2 separate regions of the Mus musculus genome follow, and region 1 is linked to region 2. A link is a contact called in public HiChIP or PLAC-seq data. All regions are on one chromosome and are shown on one strand. The core of a region is the stretch at or near the end of the contact, and the rest is flanking DNA. Distances in the headings are between cores, read along the strand shown.

What was found. HiChIP or PLAC-seq counts read pairs in DNA pulled down with a chosen protein or histone mark.
Region 1: a contact with region 2 is called in an H3K27ac HiChIP or PLAC-seq map of microglia, with 4 times the contacts expected there. The contact joins two enhancer-like sites. A contact is called at or near these places in 1 of 115 datasets of contacts at active chromatin or transcription factors (microglia) and 1 of 9 other capture datasets (adipose tissue).

What each region holds. Positions count from the first base shown.
Region 1 is chr5:136,494,198-136,497,144 of GRCm38.p6, reverse strand. All of the region lies in intron 1 of Cux1 (cut-like homeobox 1), which reads left to right. Among named protein-coding and RNA genes, the nearest start is that of Cux1, 72 kb to the left of the region's middle. Within about 2 kb of position 1,379, at least 15 of the 459 cell types and tissues checked have an H3K27ac peak or open chromatin away from gene starts, as enhancers often do. A contact at or near this core is called in microglia, where this site is marked.
Region 2 is chr5:136,216,224-136,219,233 of GRCm38.p6, reverse strand. It overlaps Sh2b2 (SH2B adaptor protein 2), which reads left to right. Exons shown (of 9, transcript NM_018825.4): 9 at 82-1,085. The coding sequence ends at 404. Among named protein-coding and RNA genes, the nearest start is that of Prkrip1, 19 kb to the right of the region's middle. Within about 2 kb of position 1,728, at least 67 of the 459 cell types and tissues checked have an H3K27ac peak or open chromatin away from gene starts, as enhancers often do. A contact at or near this core is called in microglia, where this site is marked.

The DNA of each region.
Region 1 (2,947 bases), core at 130-2,629, 280 kb before region 2:
ACAAAATGGGCACCAGTATTTGCTGAGATTATAGTCATATACCTCCATTCCCTGTGCTGGGGATTGAACCTAAGCCTTCATCTATGTTCAACAGGCAATGTACCTGGTTCTGTCATGACCCTTAAAACCTGGAAGGTCAGAAAATCAGCACTGTCTAACAGACTTTTCTGGACCAACTGATAGGGCCAAAAGACTTTATGTTACCATTCATCACATATGGCTTGTGATCCTTGACGTGCGGTTAGTGACTAAGAAGCCAAAGTAGCCTTGTGTTATTTCTGAAATAGGGCCCCATATATAGCCCAGGCTGGCATTAAACTCTTTATATAGCTGAGGATGACCTTGAACTTCTAACTTCATCTCCCAAGTGCAGGGATGATGGGCATGTGTCACCATGCTCACTTTGGGTAGTATTGGAGACTTAACTCAGGGCTTTCTGCACACTAGACAATTACTCTACCAAGTAAGCTACATCCCCAGCCCAGAGAAACTGAGATCTTGATTTAATTTTTACCTGTGCAGCTGCTGGGAACTGCAGTTTAGATGCTCCAGCCTGCTTGTCTCCCTTAGTTTCATTCCTTGCGTCCAGTTAATATGCTGTTGGGTCAGTCCTCTGAAGAGCTCTCAGGCCTGTCTCCGTTGTGCAGAAGTTTGGGTCTGTATGTCCATGATGTGTTTTGGCTAGAGCACTGAGCAGGCTGACTTGAGTAAACTCATTTGTGTGTAATCGATTCTCTCCTTCCTCCATGTGGATCCCGGGGATCGAATGCAGGTTCTCAGGCTCTGTGGGTGGCACCCATACTAAATCAGCTATTCCACTGGCCCTCTTATTTTTAAAAAAAAAAAAAAAAAAAAGATCATCAGTCTTTCACTATGTAAGCCAGCCTGGCATCAGACCACTTTTCCTCCTGTTTTAGTCTCCTGAGTGCTGAGAGTACAGCTGTGCACCACCATGCCCAGTTTATGCAGGGCCGAAGAGCCAACTTAGAACTTCAGACATGGCAGGCGGATTCTCTACCAGTTGAGCACATCCCTCCACTGAAGTGCACCATGTGATTTAGGTGGGCAGCATGTCATATCAGTGACCAAGTGAATAAAGGATTGAATTTGTCTCTGAGTGTATTCTGAGTGAACTCTGAAAGGCCCAAGCAGAGGGAGCCTTGGAGGAAGCATCTCCCAGACAGTTAGCAGTAACTGCTTAGAGAACAGAGTAATGGAGGTCTGTGGCTGCTTCTCCCTCAGGTTCATCTCAAGGCCCATGGGAGTGGCAGTGTCCGCAGAACCATGTTTCCTAGGCAGGGCCCTGCTGGGAGGGTGGTGGGTACTATGGTCTGGGGACACAGGAAGCAAAGTACACTGGACTTCTGATTCATAGTGCTTCTGGTGAGGCTCAGGAGGGCTCTGTGGGTAGTTGGGAGGAGAAAGAGGAAGGCGACTCCTGTTTGGAGCCAAGAGGCCGAAGACAGAAGTCAGGCTGCCTTATTTGTGTCCAGAGAACCTAGTGCCTGAGGTAGACTTTTCAGAAACAGTCCAGTACCAGGCAATGCATACTGCCCAGTTGATCTGTAAAGGCATCCCTTCTGTACAGTCTAATGGGCTGACTTCCCCTCCCCGCCTGACACTGGCTGCTCTTAGAACGCCTGCTGTCTGATGTTCAGTATATTTCATTATTCACCTCGGGATGCTGTCTCTCACGTCTTAGTATCTTAGAGTCTAGCAGGTATTGTATGTGGTGCAAGGCTTGTCAGATGCAGCTGCAGTTTATTTTTGCTCTGGGTTGTGATGGGTGTAAAGCAAAACTACAACCCTCCAAATCTTGGGTCTCTTGGTTAAAATTTCTCCATCTTAAGAGATTCACTGAAAGGCTTATACGGCCCAGAACACAGAGTAGGCTAGACTAGCTATTCAGGCTAGCACAAGGAGCAAGTGGCCTCATCACGTTCATAGCGAGAACCAGAGCTCGGTGAATGCATGTGCTACTTGGCTCCCCTTCTCCATTGTCCGGTGCAGGATCCCAGCCAGGGAATAGGGCTGTCCTCCCCGCCACAGTTAATGCAGTCAAGATGTCCCCACAGGCACATCAAGCGACCCATCTCTTGGGCAATTTTAGATTTTGTCAAATTGACAATTAGCACTAATGGTCACAGGCAGCTAACAGTAGCAACTGCTCCCCCCCACAACCTTAAGCATGCAGTACCACTCTTAGCAAGTTTGGGGTTTGTTGCTGCTGTGTAGATGTCTATGGGGCCCAGAACAGCAGGAGTAACAGCCACAACAACTGCTTAGACTATGGTCTGTCTCACTAGACCTTTCCACCCTTCTCTAGAAGGACCTGTAAGACACTGTGCCCACTCTGTGGGTGACATGGCTTGTTGAAGGCCACCAGGTACAAGTGGTTCAGACTGGTTCTAGAGCTGAAGTTCAGTGCCGTTCCTTACAAGCCAGGGTGGTGTTTCTTAAAGGAATTTGGAGTCCACAAATGTGTACCTTGTGTGTGTGTCTGTCTGTGTTCTATGGTATACAAGTGGAGGTCTAGTGGATCTGGTTCTAAGATCTGGTGATCGAGATCAGGTTGTCAGGCTTGCCAGCAAACCACAGAGCCATCCCAACAGCCCACATTATCCTTTCTCATCTCATTTACTCTGGGTTTGCCACAGAACACGGTGTGTCCTTGAGATTAGGTAAACCATGTAAACCCAGCTACTGTGTGCTGTAAGATTATGTGAAGAGTTTTCATGCTTATTGGTTAACCTTAATTTTAAAGGGGGATGAAGATGGCCAACTGTCACATACAAAGATTGCTCTCCAAGGCTTACAACATGGAGGTCCTGTCACCCCCAGGTCCCTGGGAAGGTCATATACTGGCAAGGACTTGTACACTTGCCCATTTTGTCCCTCCCCACCTTTTTTGTTCCTCTAGTTAGAAAACAGTATGTCTTTTCTTAAC
Region 2 (3,010 bases), core at 479-2,978:
TGTCTGAACACTGGCCCTTTTTGGAGGATCGAATTCAGGTACCCAGGGCTGGATGCTGACCAGCATGCCCTCTCATTACAGATCCAGGACCAGCGCCCAACACTGCGGCCCCAGTTCCAGCCTGCTGGACGGAGCCGGCTGGCCAGCACTACTTCTCCAGCCTGGCCACGGCCACTTGCCCGCCCGCTTCACCGTCCAATGGCGCTGGAGCTTCGTCTTCATCCGGCTCATCGTCCTCTGCCACATCCCTGCCCCCACGCCCAGCCGAGGGGCCGCTCAGTGCGCACAGCCGCAGCAACAGCACAGAGCACCTGCTGGATGCTGCATCTGGAGCCACTGAGGAGCCCACAGAGGCCACGCTGGGCCGTGCTCGTGCTGTGGAGAATCAGTACTCCTTTTACTAGCTGCCATGCCTTTTACCCACGGGTGTCACGCACATCACAGCAGGCCAAGGACACCTGTTGTCTGTCCTGCCCACCCACAGCCTGGCTAGCCCACGATGGTCAGCAACACCTAATGAATGGCTAAATACACCTACCTATGGTCTAGCATGGCCAAAATAGCTGGCCAGCCTAGCCACTTCAGACCCCAGGGGCCCACTGTGACCATGTGTGGCAGGCCAAGGCTATATCCACAGTCGATCAAACATCATGATAGCCCGCCAATGATTTCAGGCCCCACCCACTGGTGGATGGCCACTCCCATTAGCAGCTATTTTTATAAGGGCCACCGAATCCATAACAGGCAGCTAGCTCACTGACAACTAAACACATTTGGTGACTTCAGGCCCTGGCCACTGATAGTTGGTTACTCCTACAGTGGCATGGCCTACCCACTGGCTGCCTGCTTCACTCAAGGGCAGCAAGCCACGTCTATCAAGCCCATGAAGGCCTACCCACTGATTCCTAGCAACCTCAGGCCCTGCCCACCAGTGTTGGGTCACATACTCCAATAACCTGACCAGGCTGTGGTCTGCCTAGCCTAGGACAGCCTGCCACGCCCACCAGCCCCAGCCCAATGCTGGGGGGAAAAGCCAAGCTCTTCAGTGAAGACAAACATTATTAAAGAGCCTGTTTTAGGGACTACCCCCTGCTCTCCTGTGGTCATTCTACTGTGCTGTCACCACTGGGAAGGAAGTGGTCTCCCTGTGATCTGGAACTGCCACACTGCCACAGGCTTGCTAAGCCAGATCTTACAGGAGGCAGGTGGGATGAAGAGCCCGACTCAGGGAGTCAGCTGTGGGCGGGGCATGGATGGAGGGGCAGACTGAAGGGAACTGGAAAAGAGAGATAATTTGAGGAATGAAACCAGAGTCAGAGATGTGGCTCATTTGGTAAAGAGCTTGTAAGTAGCTTTTAGGACTTCCTGGGTCCATCCCCAGGACCCCATAAACAGGATGTGGTAGTGCGTGCCCGGAATTCCAGCACTTCAAAGGTGGAAGTAGGAGGATCAGGAGTTCCTGGCCATTCTCAGCTAAATGGCAAATCTAAGGCCAGCTTGAGCTACGTGAGGCACCGTCTCAAAAAATGAAGGGCAGGGAGGGGAGATGAGACACTCACAGTAGCCATGATAAATGGTTTGTATGTCGAGTGAGGGCGTGGGGTTGCTGAGATGTTGCGTCCTGGTTAGGACAGTAAGGGTGTCCTCGGGCAAGTCAATGAAGGCCTTCCAGGAGGGACTGGGTTGTCGGGGCAGGAATTCCCCACCTTAGCCTGTTAGGATTGAGCAAGTGGAGACACGGGGTGTCCCAGCTATGACGCAGATGATTGAGAAATGACCTCGAGAGATCCCATGTTTCCCCATAAGCAGAGCCACAGCTGACATCCCCCAGCTTGCTCACCTCTGAGAAAGACTCTTGTCCTGTAGATACAGGCTAATGTCTCCTTCCCAAGTCAGACCCACAGACCTAGGGCTCCCCTGCCCTTGAAGGGCCCGAGCCGGCAGCGTACATCACAGGCCCGGAAAAGCTAGAGACTCCAGAGCGTCAGGCGAGACACCCACAGCTGCTTCCCCATAAGGGGAGCTGAGTACCCTGCGGTGGCTCCAAGAGCCTTGCTGGTTGCAGCTGCCGGGAAAATGACAGAGCACACTGCTAAGCACGCGTAAGGGAGAAATGCAAAGCACAATGCTAAGTCAGCTTTTAGCAGCTCCAGTTGGTTGTGGCTGGGGGCCCACTTTGCTAAGTCAGTTACAGGCCTCCATCTTACCTTGAGAGAAGGGACCTGAGAGTAAATGTTTGGAGCTCTGTCAGCTTTTCAGAATTGAGGCCTAGAATATAAGCGAGTGGAGAGAGAGTGCCTGCCTTAAAGATAGCAGTGAAGGGCTTCAGTGGTAGAGCACCTTCCTAGAGCGCCCCAGTGAGGGAGGGGCTGGGGGCGTGGCTCAGTGGTAGAGCCCCTGCCTAGAATCCCCCAGGGAGGGGCTGGGGGCGTGGCTCAGTGGTAGAGCCCCTGCCTAGAATCCCCCAGTGAGGGGCTGGAGCGTGGCTCAGTGATAGAGCACCTGCCAAGATCCCCTAGTAAGGGGCTGGGGTGTGACTCAATAGAGCATTAGCATGTGCAATGCCCTGGGTTTGAGCCCAAGTGCTGCCAAAAGAAGAGGATGAGGAAGGGGCGTGTCAGATCCCCCCCTTTTCCCTCCAAGACTTGTTTTTATTTAAGTATATGGCTATGTTCATGCCCAGGACCAGAAGATGGCATCAAATCCCCTAGATGCTGTAGTCACTGTTAGTTGTGGGATACCTGCTTGGGTGCCAGGAATTGAACTCAGGAGCTGGAAGCTCTCTTTTCTCCATCTCTGCAGCCCCCTGTGGTGTCCTCAGGCTAAACTGGATCCAAGAGTTAACAAGTGGGAGGCAATAAGGTAACCCCTCCCCTCTCCCAAAGGTCACAGCAGAAAGAGCGCAAGCAATAAAGGACTCTCTCTAATGTAGTGGGACACTGAGGCAAGACAGACCCTCATGCCTGTCACTCACAGGGACCACAGCAGTGGCACAGCTGGCAGGGGCATC